6 separate regions of the Mus musculus genome follow, and regions 2, 3, 4, 5 and 6 are each linked to region 1. A link is a contact called in public HiCAR-type, HiChIP or PLAC-seq and promoter capture Hi-C data. All regions are on one chromosome and are shown on one strand. Each heading gives the region's core, a stretch centred on a gene start, on an enhancer-like site or on the middle of the called end of the contact. The rest is flanking DNA. Distances are from core to core; before and after follow the strand shown. Region 1 holds the start of Fam214b (family with sequence similarity 214, member B). Region 2 holds the start of Nudt2 (nudix (nucleoside diphosphate linked moiety X)-type motif 2). Region 3 holds the start of Myorg (myogenesis regulating glycosidase (putative)). Region 4 holds the start of Enho (energy homeostasis associated). Region 5 holds the start of Ccl27a (chemokine (C-C motif) ligand 27A). Region 6 holds the start of Gne (glucosamine (UDP-N-acetyl)-2-epimerase/N-acetylmannosamine kinase).

Region 1 (5,217 bases), core at 1,579-4,078:
TCTCCAGCTCAGGAACTGGCCCTGAGTAATAGGGGATAAGATGCCCCAAAGACCAGAGATTCCATGTCAGGTTGTAGGTGGACAGGACAATACTGTACTTCTCTTACTCAAGGCTACCCAGTTACACAACTCATCTCCTTATATCTATCCAAAGGGGCAAGTGCCACTCGAGAGTGCTGAGGGCAGAGGTCATGCAGGTAGGTACACCCCATCACACAACTACAGAACTCAAGTCAGCTCCAAGCCAGCCCTGCACATTTAAAATCCTAACGTTCCTCAGAAATCTGTCTTTTTAATAGAAGAAATCCAGCAGGGCATGGGTAGCACATGCCTTTAATCCCAGCACTTGGGAGGCAGAGGCAGACAGATTTCTGAGCTCAAGGCCAGCCTGGTCTACAGAGTGAGTTCCAGGACAGCCAGGGCTACACTGTTACCCCCATCCCCTAAAGACCTCCCCGAAACAAAAAGAAATCTAACCAAAAACAAGTGGTGGAAGGAGAGAACGCAGTCAGAAGATACTTTCTAGTTCTCACCCCTCCCCCCAGGCCCTGCAAACCAGAGATAAGGAAGCAGCAAGCAGCCAACTGGAAATAACTGGAGTATCTCTCCATGCCCCTCCCGCAGGGCACAACCAATACTCAAAAAAAAAAAAAAAAAAGCTAAAGCATTTCTTTGTTGCCAAAGCACAACAATGGTCTTCACAGACCACTAATATTTCAGTGACCAGACTCTCAAGTTGAAGGCCAGCTGTCCCCACTGTCATCCTTATTTGGTCAGCAGCCTGTGAGCACTACCAACCATACTGCCCTTTAACATAGTGCTAGAGGCTGAGGCAGGAGGATCTAGACCAGTCTAGCTACATGTTGAGAGGTCCTCTGTCAAAATCAAACAAACAAAAACCAGGTTACAGCCAGACTTCCCACTACACCAGACAGTTAAGGTCAGATGAGGTTATGAGACATCCTACCTCAGACAAAACACAAAACCAACAAACAAGTTGAGGGGAGTGGTGGCACACATCTTTTAGTCCACACACTCTGGAGGCAGAGACAGGCAAATCACTAACTACTTTCTGAAACCCGATGACACTGCTGTTCACTTCTGATTATGTCAGGCCCGAGGACAGGACTGTGTTTCTTCCCCAGCCCAACTTCAAGCTCAGGAGAAACACACATCAAGATTCAAAAAAAAAAAAAAAAAAAAAAAAAAAAAAAGCCTAAATCCGAGCTAGCACCAGTGATCTGGTCAGCAGCCTGACAGTGTAGAGACACACTGTATGGGTGAAGAGTGGAGAGATTAATTGTACATGGGGAACTGCAGCAGTTCATGTGGTGGCAGGAGACGGAGAGAGGGGGGACATTTACACGTAGGGACTCTCCTACATCAGCCATTGCCTTCCTTTCAGACCACACCTTGCCATTTCACCAGGCCCCCTTCCGAATGAGACCCTAAGAACATTCCAGTCCTTCATGTGGGTGAGATGGCTAGAAAGCGGAGAACGCCAGTAGTAGCAGTGTCGTGAGAGTATGACCTGTTCTCCTTTCTTCCCCTCCTAGTCTCCACCCAAGCTTTAAAGTTCAAGAAGGGCGTTTTCCTGAGCACCCCAATTTCCAGGTCATCTCAGTTGCCCTCCTGAGCCCTTGCCTCGAGGAAGCCAGGTGATGACATGATGCCCTACTTGACCCCAGCATGCTGGCATCTGCTCATTAATCCAGAGTCCTATTAGTTCCCTCCCTGCCCAGAGACGCTCGAAGACTCACTCCTCTGCCACCCAGCTTCAAGCTGACTCATGGGGTAGGACTGCCGGGAGAAGGGACAAGCCAGTATAAGCCAAACCTCGCCCTCCATGCTGGGGATGGGCAGCAGCTGGCATTAAACAGCTGTGCCAGACTGTGGCTGCCAAGGACTACAGCTCCCAACATGCCGAGAGCAAGGCCAGCAAAAACAACAAGTCCCAGAATACCATGAGGTCTGTACCCTCAGATACTTGTTAGACCTGGGAGGTGGGAGAGGTTGTGGTACAAGAAGAACACCTAGGCTCATTCTATCCTTCCCTTCACTCTCAAGACACCCATTTTTACCCTAAGGAAGGTTAGGGTAAGAATTCCTACCCATGTGTTTTCCACTCTTATCCTGGGCAGAGTCCTGCTGCTCACTGCTGTACATTTTGTCCTCACACAAGTCTACACACGCTAGGGTGACTGTTCCCAAGACCACTGTTCTGAGTAGAAAGGTTAATCTCTGCTTTCACACTCGCTCTCACTCTGGCCTAGAGCCCTTCACCTTTAATAGAGAGGGAGCAGACCTCAGAAACCCCTCCAAACTCAGACGGGGAGACTCACCTTGACTCCTGGACTCCTTGTTCTGGACGATTCCTCCCACCCCCTGCTTAGCCTCCCAGGTCGGTTCTCATCCCTTCTTCACAGTCTGGGACAGGCCCCATACCCTGCAGAGGTTTTGGAGATCTGATCCTTCCACCTAGTACACACTCACCCCGCTCCCAAATTGGCTCCGCCGCGGTGGCCGCTGCTCCGGGCCCTTCCGTCCCGGTCCCGTCCCCGTCCCGGTCCCTCCCCTCGGATAACCAGTCCCCCCTACTACGGGCCCCCAACCCAGACAAAGGGTGGCTTAGGCTGAGAGCCTTGCTCTGCTTGGCCCTTCCCTGATCAGCTTCGTGTGCAACACTAGCGGGCTCTGGCGTCCGCAGCCCCTCTAGCTGCTGTTGCACCCCTCCCTGCGACGGTCCCTCCCCGGGGCCGCCCCGGCTCCGCGCCGCAGACTCAGCTGCCCCTCTGACTCACAGGCCATTTCCTACCAGCTGATGGGGCCGCCCGCCCCGCCCAGCGCCCAGCCACCCCCAGCACTGCGACCACGGCTGCCACGCCCCCCTCAGACCACACCCTCTATGGGCAACAACTATGTTCATTGGCCCAGTGGAGGCCAGCCTCTCAGCAACCTCAAGCGTGAGTCACGCCCTCTTCAAGGAGCGCACGCCTATTGGTCCACATAAGGGCAGGCCTACCCAATGTCGCTCCGCCCACCTCCTTAACCCTTTTTCTGTCCAAGTCCTAAGCAATTCTCTGCCCTGTCATTTAACCCCATTCAGACTTCATTCTCTCAGGGCTCAACAAACCTTTCTCCTCCACACTTCCTGTTCTGAAGTAAATTAATATGAAGCTCCAGTGTGTTCACAGATAAATCTCAACAATCTCCAAGTCACACCAAACCCAACCCTACATATCCCCAAGCCCATTCGCCCCCACATCCCGAAACAGCTCCAGGTAAAAGGGTTGCTATCGAGTAAGCTTTCTACAAGAGCAGGAAAAAAAGACCTACTACAGTCGTACCTTATTTCTATCCATACTGAAAGATGGCATCCTCTCCCACCCCCTTTTTGTCTTTGTTAGAGACCCCAGGAGGCTGACATTTCAGGGACTCTCAAAACCCTTCCGAGACCAGGCTTTGGAGCACTCTTTGCTGACAGGCCTCTGCTCCGAGGAAACAGAGCATCCTAAGAAGTGAGTTAGAAGGCCTTCTGCCCAAAGTCAGATGGAGACCAAGTTCGTCTTCATGACTCACAGCTCCCTCGAAACTCACCAAGCTCCCCCTGAGTCACAGGGCCCCGGGCCCAGCCCAGAGCCAGCCAAATTAAGCAGCATTATAGTCAGCATCCCTAACCTTTGTCCTTAGCTCTGTAAATAACCAGGACGGAATTTTTGCGAGGACTGGGCATTCACAGACACTTTTTACAGGGAGTGCTCTCGAGATAACCTGAGAAAATGGATAGCCTTGTCTACTTTGTCTTCTGAACTTATCAGCAAGTCAGACAGGTTGTCACCAACTCAGGCCTTTTCTCCCTGTCGGTCACAGAAACAGGGAACAAACAGCAGAACCAAAGGAAGTAGAAGCCAATGCTTTGCCTATGCTATGAGTCCCCAGGACCATTAGTTTATTACTGGACTGTAAAAAGAGGGCCCCCCCTACTTCCTCTCTGGGTTTTACAATTAATACAAGTACACAACAGACCTCTAGTATGCTTTCTCCTTACCTCTACTGAGTAGGAGGAACTCCCTAAAAAAGACCCCAGCTCCCTAAGATTGAATTCCCTGCTACGAAGGAGCAGAATTTTTTTGGTTTTCGAGACAGGGTTTCTCTGAGTAGCCCTGGCTGTCCTGGAACTCACTCTGTAGACCAGGCTGGCCTCGAACTCAGAAATCCGCCTGCCTCTGCCTCCCAAGTGCTGGGATTTAAGGCGTGCGCCACCACTGCCCAGCAGGATTTTAAAAAGTCTCAAAGCCCTAAACACAAGTGAAGAATCAATATGAGAATCTATTTGTCTTAGCAAAGCTCACATCTTAGGAAAATTCTTGGCAGCCCTCATTTGTTCTAACTATAATTTCAAGCTTTAGTTTTCTACAAAGATCAGAGGGGGAATACTAAAGGAGTCAGGATAAGAAAAAAAAAAAAAAAGTTCCAGGCCTCAGTATGCCCTGGGGAAAGGAACACAGGTCACTCATGCATGGCGTCATACCTAGTTGCTCTAAACTCTTATCTTGCATTTTTTGTTCTTCTTTTAAAGCCAAGGTCTTGCTATATAACCTAGGCTGCCCTTGAACTCATAATCATCCTGCCTTGCCTCCAAAGTGTTAGGATTACAGGTTACTGGGAGGTTTTGTTGTTTTTGCTTTGTTTCTTTGAGACAGAGTTTCTAGTCACTCAGACTGAGCAATTTCAGCTATCTCTTGCCTCTATCTCTGCAATGCTGAGATTACTGGTGTGTGCTACTGGACAGAGCCTGACTTAAAAAAAATTTTTTTTTTAAAGACAAGATCTCATGTAGTTTCGGCCTCAAACACACTATACATCAGAGGATGGGGATGATCCTGGACCTTTTTGGTTTTTTTTTTTTTTTTTTTTTTTTTTTGGTTTTTTGAGACAGGGTTTCTCTGAGTAGCCCTGGCTGTCCTGGAACTCACTCTGTAGAACAGGCTGGCCTTGAACTCAGAAATCTGCCTGCCTCTGCCTCCCGAGTGCTGGGATTTAAGGCGTGCGCCACCACTGCCCCCACTGATCCTGGAATCTTGATCTTTCTGTTCTCACTTCCCGAATGCTGAATTACGTTTTTGTTTTGTTTTGTTTTGTTTTGTTTTGTTTTTTTAAAAAAAAAAACCTTTAAAACCAGGCCTAGTGATGGCTCATGCCTTTAAATGCCATCCC
Region 2 (5,217 bases), core at 1,595-4,094, 1.6 Mb before region 1:
TAACACTGTGACTATATAGGCCGTAAGTCAATAATGAAATAGTCTTGGAAATGCAACAGGATTCTGGATACCTGATGAATGGACAGAGGCTGCATTGTTAATATTTTCTGAAGAGAGTGATCACAGAATTCTCTCTGTAGAATATAAATGCAAAGAAAAGAAATGTTTTAAAGGCAGGCAAGAGGGCTTGACCCATGAAGGCCCTTTCTGCCAAGCCTGAGTAAGCCTGGAGGAAAGGCCTACTCCCCAAAAGCCACCCTCTGTTCATACAGACACACAGCAAGCAAAACAAGTAATAAAAGGCTTAGACATTTTTTTCAAAGTGAGTATGTTGGTTTATATTTATAATTGCAGCACTCAAGAAGCTGAAACAGGATATTGCATGTTCCAGGACAGTCTGGACTACAGTCTAAAATGCTAGCCCCAAAAAAAGTTTTTAAAAAAATGGGAGCTGGAGAGATGGCTTAGCACTTAAGAGCGTTAGCTGTTCTTTCAAAGGACCAGGGTTCTACTCCCAGCACCCACATGGAGTCTCACAACTGTCTATAACTACAGCTGTAGAGAATCCAACACCCTCTTTTGGTTTCCTTCATACTGCACACATACAAGGTACACAAACATACAGGCAAAACATTCATACACATTGTCTTAGTCAGGGTTTCTATTCCTGCACAAAACATCATGACCAAGAAGCAAGTTGGGGAGGGAAGGGTTTATTCAGCTTGCTTACACTTTCCACACTGCTGTACATCACCAAGGGAAGTCAGGACCAGAACTCAAGCAGGTCAGGAAGCAGGAGCTGATGCAGAGGCCATGGAGGGATGTTCTTTACTGGCTTGCTTCCCCTGGCTTGCTCAGCTTGCTCTCTTATAGAACCAAGACTGCCAGCCCAGAGATGGCACCACCCACAAGGGGCCCTCCCCCCTTGATAACCAATTCAGGAAATGCCGTACAGCTGGATCTCATGGAGGCATTTCCTCAACTGAAGCTCCTTTCTCAGTGATAACTCGCGCCTGTGTCAAGTTGACACACAAAACTAGCCAGTACACAAATAAAATTAAACAAACAAACCAACCAACCAACCAACCAACCACCTGAAATAAAGGTCAAGGAAATGGCTTGGTAGGTAAATGCACATAACCTATAATAAGCCTAATGGTTCAAATTCAATGCCTAGAACCCACATAAAAGGTCACATGTGGTACTGCACATGTGTAACCCTAGCACTCCTAGGGAGAAGTAAGTGTGTGTGTGTGTGTGTAAGATAGAAATATCCTGGAGTATGCACTGCAGCAGCAGAAACAAGCTGCTTAAAAAACATGGAAAATGAGAACCAGTTCCTCAAAGTTGTCCTCTGACCTTCACTTGAGTGCTCACACACACACATACATACACACACACACATATACATATACACACACACATACACACACACTGTTAAGTGAAAAAAACTCAAAGTCAAATAATTGATTTCAGTTTCCAAAGCACAGATAAAATGTTACGATAGTTGGTGGTCAGTAAACAACAAGAGGAAATCCTCGGGCATATAAGGACAGAATGGCCTGTTATAAGCAAATACATTTAGGGGTTTGAGAAGAGGTACTTGTAGGCCAGACTACAATGTGGAGAGAGCACGTCTCTCTGATTGAGAACTTTGTCTCAAAACCAACCAACAAACAAAAGCCACACAAACAAAAACTTAAAAAAAGAAAAGCAGTAAATAATGAAGTAATGTATGTATGCTAGCGGTCAGCTTGCTTTCTCCACTCTATTACTGCTCAGAATTCCCTGCCTTGGGAATGTTGCCACCCACACTGAGCAGGTCTTCCTGCCCCCAACGTGGGAACGCCAACGCTGAATTTTCTGTCTCTTGTATATGAGATTAGGGTGTCCTCTCTCTTCCACCTGCCCCCAAATCGACTTTGAATGGGACAAGGCAGAAAGATAACTGAATCTATTTGTAGTGAGTGAAAGCCAACTGAACAAATATTTCCTTAAAAAAACAAAACAAACAAACAAAAAACTAATATGCGTAAGACGCTGTGGAAAGGCTTGTCTTATCTCAGAGGTCAAAATTATATGAGAAAAAAGGAGAATGAGGTTTGCGGAAGTTCACAAAACAACCGAAAGTCCAATCGAAGCGCTCTGAAGAGCGTGTCTCAAAGGCAAGAGGCCTTTGGGGTACTCAGAAAAGCCTCAAAGCTGGTGGTGGTCGAGGTAATTGCTGAAGAGGCGGTAGACAGGGAGATGAAACGTGAGAGAGCGCGAGAACCCTCGAAGAACCCGAGAAGCCAAGTTCTAGTTACCCCGCAAATACCGGTCTCGGCTCGCGCCGCTCGCAGACAGGAGCACCCGCTCCCGCGCAGGCGCAGAGCCTGGGCTCAAGCTAAAGCCACCGTTTCTCACCTCAGGGCAATCCCGGCTCCTCCTCAGTCAGTTTTCAGGGAGGACCGAAGAAATAGTGCGGTGAGGAGAAAGCCCTAAGGCCGGGCTAGCAGAGCGTCCGGTCAACCCGCCTTAGGTGTCCGCCAGGCCACATCCCCATGGCAACGCCACAAGCGCCAGTTCGAACGCGCGCGCCGACGCCCGCCCGCCCGCGGTCCCGCAGCACCGACCAATGGTCATTCACAGAGCCTGTCACCTCTCCTCTAAAAGGCCAATCAGAAATCAGAAGGGGAAGGGGGCGGTTCATTCTCCACCAATGGTTCAGCTTGAGGCAGATCTCGCGACGGTCCCAGCCAAAAAACCACGCCTCAGGGGCGGGTGGAAGCGCCTGATGCCCAATTCTGTGGCTCGTCTGAAGTGCAGCCGGGCTCTTCTGATTGGCTGGCGCGCTACGTCTCCGTTCGAGGACCGCCTCCTGCCTCTGGGCTACGGGTGAGTGCTGTGGGGCTGGGGGGCGTGGGGAGTGTCGCGGGCTCCTGACCTGTTGCTGCGGGGACGGAGCTGGCAGTGAGGCGCGTGTAGGCCAGGCCCCATCCACTCGCGGGACCTCGGTTTATCTCTGTGCACCAGAGAGGACTAGGTTCAGTGGTGAGGGCGTGGGTCGGAAGAATCCCAGAGGCAGAGAGATTCACCTTTGGGACTTAGCGGGCCAATCATATCTTCTCCCTAGGCTTGCTTTGTAGTTATCGATTAAACCCTGCCTGCATTCCAAAAGATCTTACGTTTGGTAAAAATTATTACTTGTGTGTGTGTGTGTGTGTGTCTGTGTCTGTCTATGCGCGCCACGTGCGTGCAGATGCTCTCAGAATCCAGAAGGCGTCGGATCCCAGGAGCTGGAGTTAAACGTTGTGTGGGCCACCTGGTATAGGTTCCGGGGAACCGAACCCCAATCTTTTGGAAGAGTGACAGGTGCTCTTTAGCCCCCAGAGATAGAAAGTCACAAGATTCCCGTCTTAAGAAAAAAAGGCGAAACAGCTTAAATCGAGAAGAGTCAAGTTGCCAATGCAGAAATGTTCTAATGTCCAGTGGCAATTAAGCTTAATGATGTTAGAAATTGGACGTGTCTGCATTTGATTAACTACTCAAAAATATTTCTGAACCATAGTTTTATTTTTTTTTTCCTTTTGTGAAAAATAATAGTAATGCTTCAACGGGTTGCAAAGACTATTGGGAAAAAATGCTTGGCCAGGCCTAGCCTCTCAGGTCAAAAAGGAACCACCAGCATAGTAGGAACAAATCCAGTAGCCAGCATGTGTGCAGCTTCATATGTACTTTAATGGAGTGCTCGTTTTTAGCTCAAAAATGAGCGATTCGGGGGCCTGGAGAGATGGTTCAGTGGTTAAGAGCCCTTAACCTCTCTTCCAGAGAAATTTGAGTTCATTTCCCAGCATCCATGCCAAGTGGCTCACAGTAGCCTCCCAACTCCTGCTCCAGGGCATCCATGGCCCTCTTCTGGACTCTTCAGGCACCCACATACCACACACAACTGGCAGACACACAAGACATAAACAAAAGTAAATCACTAATCAGTTAAAGAATAAATGTAATTCTTACTAATAAGGAAATACAGTATTCAAAAGAGAAAATTGACAATATATTAAAGGGAATTAATCTTGTTGATCTTTAAAAATTACTAATACTTAGTGTGAACACTGTTTATCAGCTGTTTCCTGAAAAATATAAAAATGATAGTGCATGTCTTTATTCCTAACAGAGGCTGGAGGATCTCTGAGTTCCAGGAGAGACAGGACTATGACACAGAGGTGGGGAAATTCTTGATTCAACTATTAGAAAGAGTTGACTGCCAGTATAATACAGAGAAGCATTCAGGTGGCCTATTATAATACAAGATAAGAGTGACTGGCATGTATTCATGTCTGTCTACACATACTTTAAACTCTCAACAATGAGAAATACACGTTAGAGTCACTTTACAAATGAGGACCTGTCTTTCAGGTAACAACCTGACCTGAGTGGCTAAGTTTCTTTCACAGCAGTGTCAGGTATACTTTTCTATCTTGTACTGTTTTGAACTGAAAGAGGGTGAAAATATTTGGAATACCAGATAGGAAAGGGGGTGATTAGACAGGTAAATGCACCCAAATTCAGGGAAAGTGGCTCGTCTTAGTCAGGGTTACAACATCTGTGAGGAAACTGACCCAGAGCAACTTGAGGAAGAAAGGGTTTGTTTGGCTTACTCATCCTTATCACTGTTCGTTGTCAGAAGGAATCTGGAGACAGGAGCTGATGCAGGGACTGTGAAGGCGTGCTGCTTACTGGCTTGCTCCTTGTGGCTGCTCTGCCTGCTTTCTTATAGAGCCCAGGACCCTGAGTGCAGGGATGGCCCCACCCACAGTGGGCCATCCACATCAATCACTAAGAAAATGCCCTATAGGTTTGCCTACAGCCCAGTCTCATAGAAGCATTTTCTAAACTTGAGGCCCCCTCTGTTGGAGACCATACCGTGAGAAAGTAAGCCTTTCGCAGTTTCCCACCCTAATAAGTCAAATGGCCTTGTGTTAGGAGCCGGTCACCTCCTCCTCCCTATCCCTTCCTGGCACCTAGACCCTAGAAATTTGAATTATAGTCTCCTCTTCCTTATCTCTTCCTGACTCCGAAGACTTCTAAGGACCTGAGTTATGTGCTGAGCCCAGCTTGACACCCCGGGCTGTTAAGGAGGATTCTACATTCCTGAGATAAGACTCAGGGTGCCTCTTGCCTACAGTCAGAATTCAGCCTTCATGTCCCCAGATGTCTTTGTTCTTTGTTAAT
Region 3 (5,217 bases), core at 1,771-4,270, 1.5 Mb before region 1:
AATGGTCCAGCCAGTGCTTTGAGACCTTTAACAGTGCAGTCAGTAGGCAAGGCCAGAGGAAAGGGAACAGCGTTTCTCTGTGTAGCCCTGGCTGTCCTGGAACTCACTTTGTAGACCAGGCTGGCCTCGAACTCAGAAATCCACCTGCCTCTGCCTCCCAAGTGCTGGGATTAAAGGCGTGCGCCACCACGCCCGGCTTAGTCATGGAATTTGATCTTGAGACCAGCCAGATGGATATCTGGAAATTAAAGAAGACACCCAAAGCCACATTCAGTCACAGAGACTGGTTTGTCAGAAGGTAGGACTGGGGTCCAACATTACGGCTGGGTCAGGAGCTTGGGGAAAGATCTTGCTTTTCTGATCTGCCCCTCTTAGCATCCAAACTGTACCCCGCTTTAAGTTATCAATCTAAGTCCATCTCTATGCCATCTTTTTTCTCTGCTCCCACGGGAGAGGTTGTAACCGTTGCAACCAAAGCTCAAGGCATGCATGATATGGATTCAGCTTCTTTTTTACGCATTCCAGAAAAGTGGCTCTGATTTTGTGGTCCTCCTGCCCTAATCTCTAGATAGCTGGGATTTCATGCATACGCCACCACATCTGAGCTCAGCTACTTTTCTGAGCTTCCAGGCCTATCCCGAGACTACCAAGCTCATTCCCTCCCTCATAAATCCTCAAGTCTCCTGCTTTGGGAGACAGTCATTCTGCCCGATAACCTTCTCTCTGCCTACCAGCTCTTCAGACAACAGATGCCCACCACCCATATACAAGACCACACAAGGTACGCTAAACATTGAAATATGTCTGCAGGAAAACTCAGACTCAGGGGCAGATTTGTCTCAACCTGCTGAGAAGGCCACAAACTCTTTCTGTCTCAACCCTCAGGGCAGAGTCCAACAAAGAAACAGCGCTGCCAGGTGCACACACAGGGAGACACTGCCATTCCGGTGGTTGCCCAACTCCCCAGCTGGGGTAAGGAGAGACAGAGACTGGCAGATGGTAAGTAGTCGCTTCCCAGATGCCAGTGTCTGTCTGTCTGTCTCCAGTAACTTCCAAGGTGATAAACTGCTCAGGCTCTTTGTGAACTCTTCCTTCTTTCCCATGCTGAATCTGTCAAGAATGCCAAGTGCAGGAGCTGGAGAGATGGCTCAACAGTTAAGAGCACTTAATTTCCAGAGGATCCGGGGTTCGAATCCCAGCACCACATGGCTTCTCACAAACTGTAACTCCAGTCTCAGGGGATCCAATGCTGTTTTCTGGCTTCTGCAGGCACCACACACACACACACACACAGAGTGCACATACACACAGGCAAATACTCATACACATAAAATAAAAATAAATAAATCTTCAAAGGAGAATGTCAAGGGGGCTGGAGACATGGCTCAGTGGTTGAGAGCACTGGCTGTTCTTCCAGATGGACCCAAGTTCAACTCCCAGCACCCACATGGCAGCTCACAATTGTAACTCCAGCTGCAGGGGAATCTGACAACCCTCATGTAGACATATATGCAGACAAAACACTAATGCACATACAGTAAAATAAACAATTGGAAAAAGAATGTCAGGTGCAGATGAGCGTTTTGGTTCTAGAAGACACGATTCAGTCCCATTCTTTTCCCTGCCTTATCCTCTCCCCCAAACCCCGCACCCCCTAGAGCTCTCTAATCTCTCAGGTCACTACCCAAGCACAGTCTGGAACAGCCTCTACTTCCGCTCTGATCTCTAACACAAGTTAGAGATCCCCTCTCCTCCTTTGGGTAGCAGTGTCTTTTACTGATACTCTCAAAGCTGAGTGGAACCCAAAGAAGACTACAGGGGCCCCAAATTGGCTTACTGTACACTTATGTTCATTCAACATAAGCAAGGCTACATCCTGGGCATCAAGGGGTTAAGAGGAGAGGGTTTGAGTCTGAATAGGAAAGACTCCCTAAGCCCCAATGCTTACATATTAAATTGGTCTTATCTTATGACCCCCGGGAGCCTGAGAAGCTCACCATGATATCCTCCAAAGCCCTTTCAAAACTCAGGCAGAACCCATTAGGGTTTCGATGAAGGACTGGCGCCCACAGATTTAAACACCCACCTGGTTGGGCCTCACCATGTTCTTCCAAATGACCCCATAGCGTCCAATACCAGCAACACTGCGAGCTGTTGTCCATTTTATAGATGGGAAAACACAGCTCGTCAGAAGCCACCCACTGGGATCCAAACCTCCTGCCTCCACCTTCCACCATGAGAATGGGTGTGGACGGGTGAGGTCTGTCTTTTCAAAAGCTGCGGCAGATCCAGCTTGCCTCGGGCAGATCAGGACGGTTTTAGGGGTGTGAAAGGGGCAATTTAATGGCATCTGCTATTGTAGCCGAGGGGAGGAACTCTGTGGCTCCAGTCTTAGTGGCGTTCTAGACCCCTATAATCTGTCGAGTCTGCCAGCTGGCCAACACAGGCTAAGGCTAGCAGGTGGGGTTTGCTGAGTGGCTCAGCCTAAGAAAACTCTTGTTCGCTACACACTCAACCTCAGTCTTGGCTGCAAGTCCCAAGCCTACAGTTTAAGGGCGGGCCCAGCTCAGCATAACTGAGCCACTTGAGGCAGAGGCCTTTGTCGGACACAGTTGGGAGGGGAGTGGAAATGTCAAAGGCAATTCGATCCTGCCCATCTCCCTCCCCTGCTCAGGGACGGGATCCACAAGGATCAAGTAACTGCACTAACACAGCCTGGAATACTTCACACCCACCGGTGGCCCCACACCCCACACGATCCAAAGGGGCAGAGGGAAGGGCAAGGAGCCCGTAGCCCGCTGGGAAGCTCTGGCCTGAGGAGGGGTTCAGGTGTCCAGGGACGCTCCACCAACTAGAGCAAGTTCAGGAACTGTGTGCTCCTTAGAAAACTCACCACCCTCACTGGGACCCAAAGGCTTCCCACTAGGTTCACCTACCTCAGTGACCGCCACACGGAAGAAAGGGAGAAGGGTCCTCCGGCTGATCTTTCTACGCTAGCAGGAGTTGATCAGCCACAGCCCTGCGGGTTGCTGCCTGGCTGGGCACCGTGGAGCCCCTCCTGCGCCCCGCCCTCCGGCTACTAGGCCACTCCCAGCCGTCCAATGTGGTTTCAGGCCTGGGACTCCAGCCCCACCCCTGGCGCTCAGCCCCTCCCCCACTCTGCGTGCCTTGCACAGACTTTCTTCTCACCGCCCCAGATCTGCCCTTTGGGCCCGCCTCTAGCTTGATTCCACCTCCCGCCTCAGGCGCCGCCCTTGCCAGACCATTGCTAGCCTGGCTCATCCCCAGGCCTTATGGGAGATGTAGTTCCGAAGGAAGGAGTGGCTGATTGTTGGGGTTCTTGCTGAATGTTAGGGTTCTTGCAACGCCATGCTAGGATTGCTATGTGTATAAGAGCACAGCAAGGCAAGGGGGGAAGACGTATCTGTGATGGTTTGAATACGAATGGCTCCCACAGACTCATATATTTGAATGCTTAGGGCCTGGGCATGACACTCTTTGAAAGGATTACAAGGATTAGGAGTCATGGTCTTGTTCGAGTAAGTGTGACCTTGTTGGAGGAAGTATGTCACTGGGGGTGAGTTTTGACTTTTTAAAAGCCTATTCCAGGCTCAGAGTCCTCTGCCTATAGATCAGAAGGGAGGACTCTCAACTGCTTCTCCACCATACCTTCCTGCTGCTATGCTCTGCTATGATCACAGACTAACCTCTGGAACTGTAAGTAAAACCCCAATTAAATTATTTTATAAGAATTGCCATGGTCATGGCCGGGCGTGATGGCGCACGCCTTTAATCCCAGCACTCGGGAGGCAGAGGCAGGCGGATTTCTGAGTTCAAGGCTAGCCTGGTCTACAGAGTGGGTTCCAGGACAGCCAGGGCTATACAGAGAAACCCTGTCTCAAAAAACCAAAAAAAAAAAAAAAAAAAACAAAAAAAAACAAAAAAAAAAAAAAAAAAAAGAATTGCCATGGTCATGGCGTCTCTTCACCATGCCATAGAACAGTGACTAAGACAGGAGTCTTCAGGAATCTGTTCCCTCAAGGTCTGGGGAGCTGTATTCTTTTAAGAACTGGCACAGGGTTGGAAAATAGAAAGCAGATAAAGCAAGCTCACTGACCCAAGTTGGATTTCTGGAACCCCCAGGCTGGGAAGGAGAGGGTAGACTCCCTCAAGTTGGCCTCTCATCTCCACGTGTTATGGATAAAGTGTAAAAATGGCTTTAAAAACTCTGGGATGACCTGTGCTCCCATTTCCCACTGTCAATACCCCAGTCAAGAACGCCTTGGAGGGATCCTGTAGACCCAAAGAGCCTATGTTCCGAACTGTCAGTTCTCAGCACTCAGGACCAGACTAGCAGTACCCCAGTTTCTGCTCGGTATTTTGCAATGCCCACTATACCCTAATATAACGTGTAGCTCCTTCTATTAGTGACAACCTTTAGTTAGAAATGATTGTGCCATGCCATGTTCTTTCCCCTAGAGGGAGCAGTGGTGCAAGAAAATGGGAAAACACTAACCCCCTAGAGATTCTAGAATAACCGCCCCCCCCTCCTAACCCCACCCCCTCCCTTGCAGGACAGAGCAGAACTTTCTGTTACAATGTGAAGTTTCTTGATCATGAATTCTTCCAAAATGATGTTTGGTAGCTCTTAGACTTGGAAGGGGGAGGGCAGCAAACATTTCTGAGCACAGGGAGCATTTGGGAGGCTGTAATGGAGATCTGGGATCTGAGATGTGAGAGGAATCTATGTTTGTGGGTATAATGACAGCTAAAGGGTCTTCAAGTAGAAAGATCTGGATGGTTAGGGGAACTCATCTCTGTGGTGATGGAGAGGACGCCAGCTGGATTGCTGATATATCTATCAGGAGGTGGGTCACTCGGGCGTGTCTGAAATGGTTGGGGGTGGGTTTCCTTATCTCATACAGATCTTTCCAAGTAAGGACACAGCAAGCAGTCTTTGTGGTGAAGAGTTTATTGAGCCACTTCCTCCCTTGGCCTGGTCAAAGCTTTACTAGGAAGGGTAGACAGGACAGGTCTCAGACACAAACTCAGGATGGACTACATAGTTGTTTCTCTGGGAACCACCAGTCTTCTTGAAGTGACTTGTGTCCCATCTGCAAGGAGAGATGAGTCACTCCAGTTTTCGTTAACCTTATCTCAGCGTTTTATCTCTGACACTGACCGATCACTGACCTCAAGTTCTGCTGCTGAGTTTCT
Region 4 (5,217 bases), core at 1,839-4,338, 1.4 Mb before region 1:
ACAGTAGCTAGACTTTGACTGATGTGGCCTGCCTCCGAATTGTAAGGCCTGTGGGCCAAACGTACCTGTGTCCAAAATTCCATTTTCTCAGGGCCCAACTTATCAATGGAAACACTAGAATGCTTTGCAGGTGGGAGCAAGGGTCTAAGAGATAGTCCCCAGCACATGGCGTCACAGAAAATCCTGTGTACTTTCCCCTGTTTGTTCTGGTTACATGACACATCAAGTCTGGCACCCCTCCCGAACCCTAACCTGAAGGTGTGAGGACACCTGTGGCCATGTCCACACTACTCTCTCTCCCAGTAGCACACATCTCTCCCCTCCCTACCGGACCCATCCTGAGTGATCCTAACATGCAGCTCCTGCCTCTCCCCAGAGCCTTTAGCTGTGATGGCGACCTCTGAGGGACTGGGGATAAGCGCCTTTCCCCACTCCTTCCTGCACCTAGTGCTTGATTCTTGCTTGGCTGCAGAGATGGCGTTGGAGCCTCCTCACCGACCCTCACCTGGGCCCGAGTCACCTAACCCGCAGTAGGGCGCAGATATTTACTGGGCAGGGGACGGCCAGGGAACAGCAGGTTGGGAGGGAGAGCCTGTGGCAGCTCCCCCAAAGCAGCAGTACTCTGTACCTGTTCCCACTGGTGTTCACCCTCTTTTCAGGAGAAGAAGGGGCAGGAAGTGCAGAAGGGGCCAGCTGTGGAGATCGCAAAATTGGACAAACTGCTAAACCTCGTGAGGGAAGTAAAAACCAAAACCTGAGAGTCTGGCCCAGACCCTGCTCCGTGTTCTGAACCCAATACAAGCAAGGACGTGCCTCACCCTGACCAATCCCAGTATTTGCTTTTCTCATTCTGGCTCTTAAGGGCATGCCACCTTTCTCCATGGCCCTCAGCCTCCATTATACCCTCTTTGCACAAATAAAGGCCAGCTGGACACTCACCTCCTACCTTTATTTGTTTTCTGTTCTACCACACAGCCCCTAAAAAAAGAAATCTCGGGGCAAGCCATAGTTCCATTTATTACCCAACAAACAGTGGGAGGACCAGAGAAGGGGCCCAGCCTGGACACCCTCCCATTATTGCCATGGGGTTCCCGTTTGCTCCCCAACCTAGGGAGCCCAGATGTGCTGAGCCTAGGGAAGGCATGGACTCAGCCCTTGGCCCTTGGGATGGAGCAGAGTCCAGATGGCCCTGGCCCTAGCACCAACTCCTAACCCCCCCTCCAGGCCTTTCTCTCTAGGGCCACTCAGGCCTCTCTTGGAGCCAGGCTGGCTACAATCTAGGCTGCTGGGTCCAGTGTCAAATCGACTGGACCCCAGGCCGACTGACTTCTTGGATCCGATTCCACGCTCTGACTCAGGTATACTCAGGTCCAGGACTCCAGGCTAGGCCAGAGCCCTTCAGGGCTGCAGCAGGTAGCTGCCTTCATGGCTGGGCTTCTGGGGTGGTGGCGCCTTCTCAGGACAGGGGCCAGGGCTGGAGTTGGGACTGGATTCCGAGAGAGAATCGACGTCAGCAGATCGAGAATGGCAGGCCCAGCAGAGAATGACCCAGAGCAGTAGCAGCAAGAAGCCTACGAGGCCATTGCAGACGATGGCGATGAGAGCCCCTTGGGAGATGGCTGCCCCCATGACAGACAGCACCCTCAGGCCAGCGCAGACAGTGGAGCTGCCTCAGCGGCAAGGCCCATGCCGAGGCACAACTCTGGGGTGGCCAACCATCCAAGGTGGCTGTCCTGTCCACACACAGCGACTTCTTGGCAGGGAAGATGCCCACCTGCAGTCCTGGGCCTGAGGAAGTACAGAGGAAAGTAGACGGAGGTGAGGAGGAAGAAGTGGGCTGAAGCCTAGGGGGACAGCTTCCATCTTTGGCCTCAGGCAGAGAGCAGTGAGTCCCAGCAGTCTCAGGTACCCCACAAAGCCAGCACCTCCGCCCTCAGGCCTGGCTCTGAGCCCCTGGGTGCTGTGGTGCAGCCAGAGTGGGGAAGCTATAGTAGGCAGGCAGCCTCTTTCTCATTCTCCTCGGAACTGGTGGGTACAGCCTAGCCCTGCCCACCATGCTTCTAGCCCTTCAGATGTGCTGTTGGTGGGCGGGACTGAGGTGGCTTAAGGCCCAGGAGGAAGATTATGACCATGATTGTAGTGGCTAGGGCATCCTCTCCTTTCTGAGGGCTGCAGTCAGCCAGTCCAGGAGACCTGCAGAGGTGCCAGCTCACACAGAGGGAACTTTGTGGAGGCTCTGGCAGGAACGTGTGGGTTCTGTATACCCAAGGCTGTGTGCCTAGGTGTACCTTTCCCTGGGACTTTGCCTCTCTGGATCAGGTGTGTGTCTGAACGTACATCTTCCTGTCCCTCTGTCTCTCGCTGGATCTGCATCCTTGCCTCTGCAAACACACCTCTTTGAAGGTGTGTGGCTGCCTGTCTCTCTGTGTCCCTATCTCTGAGTGTCTTGAGTCTCATTTCTCTACCAGTCTCTCTGTGTATCACTGTCTCTTTTCACGACTGCATGTCCCTTTGCCCTCGGGGACAGGTCTCCATGGGGTCGGTATCGGTGGTTCTGTGCGTCTTGCATGTGTCTCTGCCTTTGTGTCTATCTCTCCTCCAAGCTGTGTGTCTCTCTGTCTCTGTGTGGGTCACTGCCTCTTTATACTCGTCCAAGATCTCTGTTTTTCGACCCTCTGCCCGTAGGGGAGCCCCCCTTACCTGAGTTGAGCCCGGTGCGCGCCCGCGAGAGGGTCCGGGACAACGGGATGCTCAGCGCCGACTGAGGCTCCAGAGCCTGCGGGCGGGGGGCGGCGAGAGGCGGGCAGGGGCGACGTCCACTCCCCGGGCCCTCCCCCTGGGCCGCGCAGCCTCCGCCGGCCGCTCCCGCCGGGGCGCGACCGGGCCGGCCTCTGCCGCGGGCGGTCTGCGGAGAGCGGGCACCTCCTCCCCCTGGGGCGGCGCCTCCTCCGCGGCCGGGGCCGCTAGCTCGCTCGCTCGCTCGCTCTCTCGCTCGGCAGCACTCGGGCGGCGGCGGCAGGAGCGTCGAGGAGTTCGGCTGGGCTCGGCTGCGTTCGGCTGGGCTCGGCTACGGCGGGAGGGAGTCGGCTGAGCTCGGCTGAGCTCGGCGGGCAGCAAAAAACAGCGGAGAGCCCCGCCTCGTGAGTGGCCAGCGGCCTGCGGCCCTTTGGGGGAGGAGCCATCTCTGTGCCGCTGCCGCCGTTCAATTGGCTGTCCGGGCCAAGTTCCCGCGCCATTGGTTGTGCTCTGGGGTGGGACACGACCATCCTGGTGCAGGAGAGAAGGAGGGAGGGGCTTGGGAAGGGTGAGAGGAGGGGTATATAGGGGCCACTTTGTTTTGATCCATCCCTTGAAAAGGTGAAGGGTCAGCCCACCTTTTTGCAGGGATTTCTTGCATCTTCCACACCTGGAATGCACCCCCACATGTGAAGCGTCCACCCCTCCATATCTGAGAGAAGTCTGTTTCTATTATCTGAGAAAGTCCATGTGCCTCCACACCTGACCCTCCTCACCTATCATCTTTCTACATATCCCTCTCCCAGTAGAGTGTAGAGTACCTCATGTCCACTTTACAGCGCCTGTAGATTGCCCCTAGTCCTAATAACAGTGTGATCTCTGGGAATTCATGACCTTTGTTGCGTTTTACTGATTTCTCACCCAGTGTTGGTCACAGGGTTGTGCATGGCTTGCTGGAGGGAACTTGAGACACCTGAAGAATGGCCCAGCTCTGGCTGAACTAGATCCAGACGGCATGGATGGCCTGACTCTCCATCCTAACAGTTCTGAGACCAAGGTAGCTTGGACAGGAGCAGTCAAGTAGGCCTTCCCCTCTCAGACCCTTAAGTAGCAGGGCTCACACATGCAAGGAGCTACATTTCTGGCCCTTTAGTGATTCTTAAGTGTACTTGTGTGTGGCTTCTATCACATATTGTCCATGGACAGTCAGAGACCCATGGCCCCACATCCAGCCTTAACTTCCCTCAGAATACTATACTCACAGCAAAATGCATACTGGAGTCACAGTGGTGTTGGTTCCTGGTTCCACTTTCTAACTCTCTTAAACGAAGCTTTCTTCTCAATAAAACTGTCATAGTAATAGCTACTTCTTAGGTTCTCACTAATTCATTTATACCATACCAACCACATCTCAGCAAATGTCAGCTGACAAGCCAAGACCAGGTGGCTAAGGGGCAGGGCTCCTCCTTCCAAGAAAAGGAGAAAGGGGAGTGTAAAGCCATCTCAAGGGCTGAATCATCTGAAGCTGCTGTGTTAGAGGCTGTCTAAAATAAACTACGGACCCCGTGGAGTTTGTCAGGATGGATTAATTTTAGTTCCCCCCTGTTACCCAGCAGGGTGGGGGTATTGTGAGAGGGATCAGATCAGTTATAGGAAAGAGAGAGACATATGGTCGCACATCTGAGTATAATGCCAGTGAATTTGTGACCTAGCCGCAGGGGTTCAGATTTCATCCTGGAAACAGTGGGGAGTCACTGAAGAATTTTGAGCATCATCGGAGTGATGTGATCATAGCCAGAAATTAGAAGGATGATTTGGGCCATTGGGTGGAAAGGAGTTTTAAAAGCATTTGAGAGTGAAAGATACTCCTACCTTTCACAATGATGAGGGAGTAAAAATACATCCTTGACAGAGCAGAAACACACTGGGGTATTGAGGTACATCAGTAGGCAGAACTCAGAAGGCAGGGCAAGTAAGAAGAGGACATTCTGGGGTAACTGGTTACCAGCTGCAGCACTGTGAGGCAATGCCCCGTGATAAAGAGCCCAGAAGAGGGGATGCTGAGATGCTTCAACCATGATAACCACTTGTCACCACGTCTGATGACCTGAGTTCAATCCCTGGAATCATGATGGTGGAAGGAAGGCAAGACACAACTCCACCAAGCTGTTCCCTGTCCTCCACGCTACACCCTGTAGCACACAGCTGTCCCCACTAGACAAATATAATTTAAACATAAGTTTCAGCAAAGAACTAAGGCCGTAATGTTTGGAGATGTCAAATTTGAGGTAGAATGCTTTAGTAGAGCTGTTTAGCAGACACGGACAAGCAGCTCCAAGGTTCAGGAATGAGGTCCGGTTCCGATTAGTTTTTGCAACAGGGTGAGAGTTAAGTCGGAAAAGTAGGTGAGCTCTCTTAAGGAGTCAGAACTGGCCGAAACATTAGAGCTGCCACACGCCCTGGTCGCCCCACTCTCATATG
Region 5 (5,217 bases), core at 1,057-3,556, 1.3 Mb before region 1:
TTGAAGGTGTCTTCGATGCAGAAATTGTGAGGGAATGGCTAAAAGTTTGCACACTTGAAGGTCACCCACGAGCCAGAGGCCATGCATCCTCAAGTTTTGGTACCCGAAGCTTCTCTCTTACGCCCGGTCTAGATCTTTGTCCCAGGGCTTGGGTGTTTCACCAAAAAAGAAATTCTAAGGAAATTCACCTCGCCTGCCCCGCTCACCCCACTCCACCATCCTGTCTACACTGCTTGCCATGTGAGCTCCCCTGGGTTTGTCAATCCAGAGATCTTTGGAAGGCAGAAACATTTTCCTGGCTTCCTTCTCTCCTAATTTTGGCTTCTCCAAAGATATGGAGGCCAAGTCCTCTTTTCCAGCACAGTGTGCTATGACAGAGGCAGTGCCAGGCTAAAAGTCAGCTTTGAGCTCAGCCAGGATCCAGGCTGTCTCCATAGCATAATCCTCAGGTGCCTGTTCTGGAATGGGAGTCAGTGTGTCTATGTGGTGGACACTATGAGGACAGTCTGACTCTCACCCACTGTAAGGGTTAACGGGTTCCAGAGTGATTTCGGTGGACAAAGTAATCATGGGGTTAGGGTAGCAGGATTCTTAGCAAACTGCTAGTTCTTGCTGATACCAAGGACTTTTTAAAACGGTGATGGGGCTGGCAGGATGGCCATGGTGCCAAGCCTGAAACCCTGAATTCCATCCCGGGAAGCCATATGGATGAAAAAACCCTCACAAAGGGTCATATCCTCTGATCTCTGCATGCACATGCATTGTGGTGGGCACACACACACATTACAAACACACACACACTTAAAAAATTAAATACAAAAACAAAAAATTGGGATCAGATTGGGGGAGCCAGTTTGGGGTTTTAACTATAGAAAGGACCTTGGACCCTCAACCCTTGTCACTCTCCTGGGGTACACTGCTGGAGACAGCTTCTAGAAACTGGTCCTTCCTCTCACTGACAGCAGACTCCTCAACTTTGGCTAAAATGTTTTATATCCACTCCCAGGAAAAGAGGATTCTCCAGACATCTGGCAAAGTTATGGCTAGAGTTAGGTGGTAACAGCTGAAGTTGTGGGAACACTGATAAGTGGGGGAAAGATGTGGCCTACTCTCAGTGTGGGTGCTTTTGGGGAGGGCGTGGCAGAGAGCCAGTCACTGATAGTAATTACAAGCCTGACCCTTAGGAGCAATGGAGTCCTACACATGCAAAGGCTTCCTACCAGGGAGGGATGCCCTGTGGGTTAACAAACAGCAGGTGTGGAGTGGGATTCCCAGCACCAAAGGCGGCTGCGGCGCTAAAGTCAGGGAGGCAGTGGGCGTGACTTTAAATCTTTAATGCACCGGCTGTCTGTGCAGCAGCGGTGGGGGTGCGACAGAGGAGACCACGACCCGAGCGCTGGGGAGCAGGCCTCAGGCCGCTCGACAAACAGCTCATTAGGCCCCGCAGAGGCTCCAGCTTCTGCTCCCGGGGGTGCGCCGAGCTGTAGGGCGACCCGACAATGACATGAGGCGGGGCAGGGGCGCCTGGACTCCCCCACATCCGTCCACCGACACTGAACCTCGTTCATGCCCCCACGAGATCGCAGCCCCCTCACCTCCGCTCCCTGCGCCACATTCGCAGCCAAGGAAAAAAGTAGAAGCAGCCCCAGTAGATCCTGCAAAGACAAGGCAGAGCCGGACCGGGAGGGGCGGGGCTGACCCACAGACCTCACCTCTGGAACCGAGCCCTCCAGAAAGCCCCGCCCCCAAGGGCTGGACAGCAGCAGCCCACGCCCCTCGAGGGCCCGCTCTGCCCGCCCCGGGACGTTCACCTTCCCCCCACCCCCGGCCTCACATCCCTCCTCCGCTTCTCCCGCCTCCACTCACTCCTCCTCCGCTTCCAGCGCCACCTCGTATCTCCTCAATCGCGACATGTCCGGGGCTCCGAACGGTTCCTGTGGAACAGCATGATAGGAACACTTATTCCCAGTCGCAAGTCCCCTTCGCCATCATTTCCAGGACGAGTCTGAATAGTCCTCAGGTACACTGAGGCAGGTGGCCCCCACCCCCGGAAGCCAATTGTCACATCGGGACAGGATGGGATGGATGCTATGGAAATCACTAGAAGTTAAAGCGTTAGGAGGAGGGTTATCTAGGGACCCGAACTTGGAGTCACCAAAGAGGGAGGTCTAGCGGCAGGGGAGCTGGGACATTTAGGCCCTGGATGGAGATTTTGAGGGGCTGGAGTCACCTGAAGGGGGGCTCAGGGGTCGGCACAGCCTAAACTCCCCGCCCTCCCTGGCTCCGCCCCGGAAACGGACCGTTAACAATTACATCACAGGGATACCTTCGCATTCTATGGGTGGGGCTTGCGTATCACCCGGAAGGGGAGGAACCAGGTTTTCGTCAGAGGAGGTGGGATCAAAATGTAACGTTAAAAAGTGGCACTGTATTTTTGTTGCTTAAGGGGCATAGTCTGTGTTTATTAAGATGCCAGACACGCAGGACCCTCTTTTCTGGGATGGAGCCAGATTTTAGAGTTAGGCAGGTTGGTAGACTGTGACCTTGATTGGAGACAGCAGTAAAAGTGCTTTGGGAATCATCTTCACTGTGCCTCTCTCCCCAGTGCCCCCACTTGCCTGGCTTTTACCTTGCCAATTGTTTTTCTTCCTTGCCCAGTTCTTGAATGACCTCAGACCAGAAGGAATAGGCCAGCAGCGAGAACACAGCCTAGAGCAGGCTAAGGTATGGAAATGTCTTAGCTCAGTGGCCTTGGCCAAATCATCTAATTTTTTTTTCACACCATGTACGGACATCTAGAGTGGAACAATTGTGAAGACACCTCTTAAACCTATGAAGCCTGAGGCTAACTTTGGGGTGGAGCTGTCAGAAATGAATGCAGTAAGCTGGTTAACAAGATTATTCATCGGGTGGATTCCCCATTGTCTTCCTGGTTTGAGGGGGAGGGTCCCTTTTAAACTTTTTTTTTTTTTTTTTTTTTTTTTTGTATATGAGTACATTGTAGCTGACACACCAGAAAAGGGCATCAGATCCCATTACAAATGGTTGTGAACCACCATGTGGTTGCTGGGGATTGAACTCAGGACCTCTGGAAGAGCAGTCAATGCTCTTAACCGCTGAGCCATCTCTCCAGCTCCCTTTTAGACTTCTTAGTAGCAGCATTAATTCTTGCTTGGTTTCAGTTCTGACAACCACAGCAGTCAGGAGTTTGAGTAAGAGGTATGGTGGGAAAGATGGCTTAGCTTCTTGTAGAGGGCCAGAATTTGGTTCCCAGCACCCACATTGGTTGCTCACAACCACCTGTAACTCTAGCTCCAGGAGGAGCTGACGCCTCTGGCTGCCAAGGGCACTAACCCTCATGTGCATGTACCCCCTCATAATTAAAAATAAAATATATTTTCTTTAAAAATTGCCATTCTCAAGGTTGGGAGTCAGGGTGAAGAGCAACATCCCTCTGCCTTCACGTTCCTGCTGTGACAGACTGCTGTGAGCTGTGAGGTAAAAGTAGACCCCTTTCTCCCTTAAGTCACTCTGTCAGTGTTTTATGACAGCAACAGAAAAGAGACCTATGGTTCTGAGATCTGTGAGGGTTGGAGGAGGAGGGAAGATACTGCCCCTCATATTCTGGGGGCACAATCACAGGGGCGGGGCAAGGGTAGAGGAAGTCACTTCTCAGATTCCATGGCAGTTGAGAGGTCCAAGAAGGGAAGCCACTCTGAATTTTATACTGAGGTGATGGGATCTGCCGTGCCATAGCATGGGAGGCTTTCCTGGTTCTGGTCTGCTTGTCTCAAGATAACTCCTTGCTAGCATGTCCTGTGGCTGTGCTTGGGAACAAGTGAGAGGGTGAGTGAGAATCCATAATCCAAGGGCACGTGGAGAAGAAGACTCCAGAAAGCTCAGAGTGGGAGTCGCTTAGGTAGCCTACTATGGGACACTAGGCCCACTGTGGATGCCAGGCCTACTGTGGGACACTGGGCCTACTGTGAGATGCCAGGCCTACTGTGGGATTCTAGGCCTACTGTGAGATGCCAGGCCTTCTGTGGGACACTGGGTCTACTGTGGGACACTGGGCCTACTGTGGGATGTCAGGCCTCCTGTGAGACACTGGGCCTACTGTGGGACACTGGGCCTACTGTGGGATGCTAGGCCTACTGTGGGACGCTAGGCCTACTGTGAGATGCCAGGCCTACTGTGAGATGCCAGGCCTACTATGGGACACTGGGCCTACTGTGAGATGCAAGGCCTACTGTGGGATGCTAGGCTGTTTTTTGTTTCTCAGCCTTGGGATATATAATCTGATGGACTTAACTGTGGTCTGCATTTTTCAGACTCTCTCTTCCCACTGACCACCTTCTTTCCTCTTCTATTATTTCTTTTACCTTTCTAAAGGTGATCAGATATGACATTAATATTTGTTGATCCTTAAGTACCAGGTGCCATACTAAATATTTTAAGTTGTCTTATGATAGCTCTATGAAGTAGATTTCTTGAGGGCTGTTTCTGTTCATACAGGCCACTTTTCTTTCTCTTTTATTTATTTTTACTACTATATCATCATCATCATCATCATCATCATCATCATCATCATCAAAGACAGGGACTGACTGTGTGGCCCTGGCTGTCCTAGAACTTGCTACAAAGATCAGGCTTTGAACTCACAGAGATTTTCTTACCTTTGCCTTCCAAGTGCTAGGACTAAAGGCCTGTGCCACTGTGCCTGGTTCTGACTCACTGTTTTTGAGACAAGGTTTTGCTATGTGTTCCAGGCTGGCTTTGGACTTATGGCACTCTTTATGCTTCAGCCTCTCCAGTGAAGCATTACAGCGTTTGCCACTTTCTATAGTAGTGGTGGTGGGGCTATCAACCACACTGCTGTGATTCCAGTATGCCAATCCTTGGACACTGTGATTGATTAAAGGCCTGAGCAACTAACCAGAGCTTCTCATGAGATTTGATGTTTGGATGCTAGACCAGTAACTGTGAGAATTTAGACGGGAAATAGACTGACTGTTGAGTTATAATCAGGACACCTGTATCAACCCTTTTCTCCCTGCTATGTCTCAGGGATCACAGTAGATGAGGCAGGGGATGGGGAGGTATGCTGTAAAATGCAGTTTTCTCACCATGAATGACATGTCTAGCCTATTCATGAATGCACCGAAGCTGTGGTTACCTACATAAGACCTCCACAAGATCAGCTAGCCAAAACTCTGT
Region 6 (5,217 bases), core at 1,481-3,980, 1.0 Mb after region 1:
ACATATTTATTTATAAATATATATGTGTGTGTAATGTATATTATGCAATTGAAAACATTTTACAAACTGTTGCTACATTCTTTATTTTTTAAATATTATGTTTCTGAATTAAATAGGAACATTGAAAAATTTAAAGGCAATGGAAATATCAAACCAAAGGTACAATATCAGTTTTATGATAAGTGAAGGGCTATGAGAGCCATGGAAGCGAAATCCTGAGTGAACAGTACTTCCTGAGTCTTCGGCTGCGTGGGGCTCTGCACAGAAAACGGAGACAGGCACGGAGACTCTTGACTTAGGAACTGACACTGGGGAAGAGGGCCTAAGACACACAGACCCCAACCATTGTGCTTTCACAAACAGGAGCAACAAAAATCAGAAACTTGACCAAATTGTTATCTGTTCTGCGTGAAATAGTCCTAAAGGGACTTTTGTTTTGTTTTGTATTTTTTGAGACAGGGTCTCTCTACATAGTCTTAGCTGTCCTGGGATTTTTTTTTTTCCCACAGACCATGCTGGCCTCAAACTCACTGTGATCTGCCTGCCTCTGCTTCCTGAGTGCAGGGATTAAAGACTTGAACAACTAAAGACACATTTTATGGTGCAGATAGTGAGCAGCATCTTCACGGTCACTATCAGATGCGGAATGTGACAAAGTGGACTTAAACCATTTGAAGGAAATTTAGGTTTCATAAAGCACAAGGCAAAGCAAGATAAAACTTGCTTCTTTACCTAGTGGAATGTTAACCAAAAATGAAAATTGATCAACTGTATCTATATTTGCCAGTGGATACTGTGTATCCCCATACAAAAGTCTGAGGTCCCAAACATTGCAAAATGCAAACGAATAACACGGGAGCCAGTGAAATGGCTGGCTGCATGGGTAAAAGCGGAGGCCAGAGGGCAAGTTCCAGCATCAGGCCACTGGAGAGTCAGGAATGGGGTTCAGACAGACAAGGAGCACAGGGGCACGCTTCTGTAAGATCTGGTATGAGTGACAGGAACACAACAGCAAACACCCAAACAAACAAAAACAAGCAGAAAGGAAAGGCCACCCTTGGGCCGGAGGACCAGACAATTAGGGAAATGGGGTCTTATAAAATGCCCAACCCAGAGTCCACCTGCCAGAACTTCCAAGTCCGGGGGCCCATCCCATCCCACCAGGAGCTGTCAGCTTGCTTCAATAGAGCTTTTTACTTCACTTTCTCTGCCTTTGAGTCATCTATCAATTCTATGCCTGTCTCACACACAGAACAACCTCACCAGCTCTCCCCTACGTTTCTTTCACCTTGTTGGAGACAGGCTCTCTAAAAACAAAAACAAAAACAAACAAAACAAAACAAAAACAAAAAACAAAAAAACCCAAGGCTTCCGGATTGCTGTTATTACAGCTGCTCGAATTATAGGACCGGTTTTACTGGGTTTGGAGCACCCAAACTCAAGTCAAGTTTGAAGCGTTACACCAGCAGCAGCAGCAGCAGCAGCAGCAGCAATCTCCCTGGCTCCGAGAAATGGCAATGCTCACAAACTACATTCAACTCAATTGTGCTTTTATAAATGCTGCAAAAGGATAAGTGAATGTCCCAACCACGAGAAAGTATAAGCACACTTGTGCAAGCAGTCACCAGCAGAGAAACAACAGTAAAGTAAACGTTTGCTAAGTGCTTCCTCCAGCAGTGGGCTAACACGGCGTTAGACACGTTATTCCATCCTCATTTTCTCTACTATACAGACAGGGACACTGAGGTGTAGAAAAAAAAATCCACTTGATCTAAATCACAGTTAGTTAATGACTGATAGAACTTCAATTCAAAGCCAAGTCTAGATGACCTTCCTACACGCAGGTCACTGCCGCACACACCCTCTACCTTGTGTGTATATTCCACAAACATCCACGGGTGCAAACCTTTCCGGAGAACTTGAGACACTCCTTTCTTTCACTCAGAGCGGATGGAACTCACCGCAATAAAAAGGGAAGGGCTGTACAGAGTTCTCAGAACCCTGCTGCCCAGCTATAATAATTCAGTTTGATGTTCCTTCCAGAGCCCCTACAGTCGGGCTAAACCATTATCTTTACTGTGAAACCATTCCCCGCCGCCACACCCCTCCTATCGAGGTGCAAAGCCGATCTATTCTTTCCTCTAACAATTTTACAAGCCTGTTCAAGGACGGATATAAACGTCTATCAAATTTCCAAGGACACCGAGTGTCCAGACAGTCAGAGTTGGGCAAGCCTCCAAGAAGTCCCTCGGTGCAAACCCTCTCCCCACCTAGGCAGTGCTGGGCCCCCGCAGCTATCTCACGTCTCTGCCCAGGGACCCAGGGCCGTGCCGCCTGCTGCGTGCACGGATGGGCTGGACCCTGGCCAGGCCTACCTCTGCAAGCCCCGGTCCCCATTCACCCGCACGCTGAGTCTGACAGCTCCGGGATCCCACGCCGGAGCAACGCACCGGGCGGGAGAGGCGCCCTGCTGCGTAGAACCCGGACGCCCAGCGCGAGGCCCACAGCTGCAGCAGAGGTGCCGGAGCCTGGCACGATGCTCGTGAGTCACCGACTGACTCGTGGCCTCCGCCGGGTTAGTTCCCTCCGGCGCCACCTCGGCACTTGGCAGGCTCGCGTCCAGCGGGTCCACAGGGCAGGCCCCGGCAAGCGCACCCGGTGGCTTCCGCTACCCGGCGCCGCTCGACGACTCGGCGCTCGACCCAGCCCCAGCCATTGCTCCTGCATTCGCAACGCACACCCCGGCTCCCGCGGAGCGCCGAACGGTCGATCGCTCCGGCTCCGCCTGCACCGGGTCCCAGCCCCTCCTTGGCGTATTTCTGTTGGTCAGTCGTGTGGCGCACCTTCCGCTGTCGTGTCGCCTCTGGTAGTGGCATCCACTCGGTTTGCTGACCCTTATTCTCGCCTGAGGGTGTTCTCTCCTCTGGCAGAGCCCACAGTTAAGCCCGAGTTCTCCCACGAGATGGTTGTTTTAGCTTTGCACCCAAGCTGAGTGCCATCTCGTGGACCAAACTCCAAGGCAACTCAGTGTCGGTAGTCCTAGAGTGCACCCTGGAATTTAAGCTTTGCCACCCCTGCCACGAGGCTCTGGCTGAGTGCAGCGTGACAATACACATGCTAGTCAGCTCTGAGTTATCTGTCACTCCAGGGATCTAGGCAATTCTATTACCAAATTTGGGCCTCACAGTTTTTCCCCTTGAAGCCAAATTCTGTCACCTGTTCTCCATAAGTTAATGAGAACAGAGTTACTAGTAAAAAAAAAAAAAAAAAGCAAAAAAACGGAGGTTAATTCAATGTGGCCATGTTGGGAAGAGGGACAAAGATATCCAAAGACATATCCCCTGGATCCATTTTGGGACCTCAGATTTTAGGTTAAAATATATAGAGTTCGAGATGTGCACATCTAAGAGGTCCAGGGCAAGCTGTAGCCCACCTGTCACTGTCTGGACTCTAACTTCCCCAGCAAAGTGGCAGTCACAAATTGTCAGTCCCGTGTGAAGTCTCTTTTCAGCACCAGCATTCGGTCTTTTCCTTCTCTGAGTATGAGATTCTTGGGGAAAATTTCAGGGTTTTTTGAGGCCATAGTTTCAATAGTCTGATAGATTGAGGTACACAGACATCTCAAGAATATCTGCTAGACTAATTGCAGATCCAAGACCCAGGAAGGTGGGGAGCGGCCTGTGCTGCTAGCTCCTGATGAAGGTTGGTTTTGTTTTGTTTTTAAGATTTTATTTTAGCTTATTTTTATCATGTATATGGGGTAGGGGGGTGGGGCAGAGGATGTGTACACATTAGAGTGCACATGTCAAAGTCCAGAAGAGGGTAACAGATACCCTGGAGCTGAAGTTAGAGATCGTGGTGAACCTCCTGACATGGGTGACATTTCCCACAGCTAGGTGCAAGAGAATGAGAAGCTAGACAGTATTCTGAACAGCACAGCTGCACCTGTGTCTCAAACAACAACAAAAAGTCACAAGTGAAACTTTCAGATCTACTTTTTTAGGTTGTTTTTTTTTTTTTTTTTTTGAGACAGGATCTTACACTGTACCTAGCTGAAACTGGCACGGGATTGACTGTGTAGCCCAGACTGGTCTCAAGCCACGTCAGTCCTCCTGCCTCAGCTTCCATTGGGGGTTCTTGCTATAAGCTAAATGTGGACCCCATCAGACTTTTACAGCTTGTGGTCTATCTCAGTCAAGGATGAAGCTCTGGTTTGCATGGTATTAGTGTAGCCATGTTGGATCCTGCAAGGGTCATCCCATCATGAAAGGACAGACAATGAGTGGTTTTGTACACTGAGGTGACATTGTCTACCTTTCTGTCTGAGATCAGCAACCATCGATTTGTAAGTTGACCAGGTCACCATTCATGAATGCTCTGATAACACGTCAATTTCCAACACATTTCACATCATACTTTTTTTTTCTAAATACCATCTGAGCTGTTGGGTAGAGAATGGATTTGAATGGATTTGTTGAGAGTCAAGAGTTGGTTCCAGTGAAAATTCCACTGAAATAGATATGCAATTCATCTGGATGTAAAACTCATGAGACTTATTATTGACGGGTTATGAGTTAGAAATAAAGAATGGCTATATTTATAGCTTCCTAGCACTGATAACAAAGTGCTAGTACTCTTTTATCTTCCATATCTTACGCTTCCAGAGGTTGGGGTGAGCCCAGAATTTGGGGGAACCAACATACAGGCAGTAGCAGGGTATCTGCTCTTTGGAGGCTGAAGGAGAGAAGTCATTTCCTCACCCTTTCCTCGTGGAGACTGACGACACTCCTTGGCTTGTGAATATTCTCACAGCAAGACTTCCTGGCTGTGCCTCTCCTGCCTTCCTTTTACCTACAGAGACCCTTAGAATATTAAATTTGTGCCTAACTAGTAGCACAGGATAATCTTCCGGGCACAAAATACTTGATCACATCTGCACAATCTGTCTCCAAAAGAAGGGGTATGGATATTTCAAAAAGCCATTTATTCAGCCTGCCATGAGGGGTATAGAGTCATGGAAGATGGTCAAGAAAGGTATCTGGCTTTTAAAGTTACATGCTACATCATTACATAGGCAGTGTGGAAAGAAAGTTAAGACAAACTAACTTCAAGAACAATGTTTAGCTGAGCCTTGAGAGGCTGAGGCAGGCTGAGTGTCATGTTTGAAGTTAGTCTGGGTTTATATAGAGAGACCTTGTCTCATGAAAAAGACAAAAC

What was found. Promoter capture Hi-C pulls out the DNA fragments that hold promoters and counts their contacts. HiCAR-type assays count read pairs that join an accessible place to other places. HiChIP or PLAC-seq counts read pairs in DNA pulled down with a chosen protein or histone mark. Capture Hi-C pulls out chosen DNA fragments and counts their contacts.
Region 2: a promoter capture Hi-C map of pre-B cells shows a contact between it and region 1, with 2.9 times the contacts expected there. The contact joins the promoter of Nudt2 here to the promoter of Fam214b in region 1. A contact is called at or near these places in 4 of 39 promoter capture datasets (the C10 cell line, embryonic stem cells, liver and 1 more), 1 of 115 datasets of contacts at active chromatin or transcription factors (stem cell-derived neural progenitor cells) and 1 of 9 other capture datasets (liver).
Region 3: a HiCAR-type map of astrocytes shows a contact between it and region 1, with 4 times the contacts expected there. The contact joins the promoter of Myorg here to the promoter of Fam214b in region 1. A contact is called at or near these places in 2 of 39 promoter capture datasets (embryonic stem cells and liver), 1 of 484 Hi-C or Micro-C datasets (muscle stem cells) and 1 of 115 datasets of contacts at active chromatin or transcription factors (astrocytes).
Region 4: a contact with region 1 is called in a promoter capture Hi-C map of the HPC-7 cell line. The contact joins the promoter of Enho here to the promoter of Fam214b in region 1. A contact is called at or near these places in 4 of 39 promoter capture datasets (the HPC-7 cell line, embryonic stem cells and liver).
Region 5: a contact with region 1 is called in an H3K4me3 HiChIP or PLAC-seq map of embryonic stem cells, with 5 times the contacts expected there. The contact joins the promoter of Ccl27a here to the promoter of Fam214b in region 1. A contact is called at or near these places in 3 of 39 promoter capture datasets (liver, pre-B cells and stem cell-derived epiblast-like cells) and 1 of 115 datasets of contacts at active chromatin or transcription factors (embryonic stem cells).
Region 6: a contact with region 1 is called in a promoter capture Hi-C map of adipose tissue, with 2.4 times the contacts expected there. The contact joins the promoter of Gne here to the promoter of Fam214b in region 1. A contact is called at or near these places in 2 of 39 promoter capture datasets (cranial neural crest and liver), 1 of 484 Hi-C or Micro-C datasets (liver) and 1 of 9 other capture datasets (adipose tissue).

The regions. Positions count from the first base shown.
Region 1 is chr4:43,037,473-43,042,689 of GRCm38.p6, forward strand. Fam214b (family with sequence similarity 214, member B) reads right to left here and starts at 2,829. Exons shown (of 9, transcript NM_001253353.1): 1 at 2,494-2,829.
Region 2 is chr4:41,462,304-41,467,520 of GRCm38.p6, forward strand. Nudt2 (nudix (nucleoside diphosphate linked moiety X)-type motif 2) reads left to right here and starts at 2,845. Exons shown (of 3, transcript NM_025539.2): 1 at 2,845-2,877. Kif24 (kinesin family member 24) reads right to left here and starts at 2,545. Exons shown (of 13, transcript NM_024241.2): 1 at 2,407-2,545.
Region 3 is chr4:41,500,055-41,505,271 of GRCm38.p6, forward strand. It overlaps Myorg (myogenesis regulating glycosidase (putative)), which reads right to left and starts at 3,021. Exons shown (of 2, transcript NM_001085515.2): 1 at 2,937-3,021. It overlaps 1110017D15Rik (RIKEN cDNA 1110017D15 gene), which reads right to left. Exons shown (of 7, transcript NM_001253777.1): 7 at 4,955-5,114. The coding sequence ends at 5,012.
Region 4 is chr4:41,637,214-41,642,430 of GRCm38.p6, forward strand. Enho (energy homeostasis associated) reads right to left here and starts at 3,089. Exons shown (of 2, transcript NM_027147.1): 1 at 2,701-3,089; 2 at 931-1,788. The coding sequence starts at 1,629. The coding sequence ends at 1,399. Dnaic1 (dynein, axonemal, intermediate chain 1) reads left to right here. Exons shown (of 20, transcript NM_175138.4): 20 at 660-945. The coding sequence ends at 758.
Region 5 is chr4:41,771,870-41,777,086 of GRCm38.p6, forward strand. Ccl27a (chemokine (C-C motif) ligand 27A) reads right to left here and starts at 2,307. Exons shown (of 4, transcript NM_001164044.2): 1 at 2,231-2,307; 2 at 1,867-1,934; 3 at 1,596-1,655; 4 at 1,317-1,481. The coding sequence starts at 1,913. The coding sequence ends at 1,325.
Region 6 is chr4:44,069,987-44,075,203 of GRCm38.p6, forward strand. Gne (glucosamine (UDP-N-acetyl)-2-epimerase/N-acetylmannosamine kinase) reads right to left here and starts at 2,731. Exons shown (of 12, transcript NM_001190414.2): 1 at 2,376-2,731.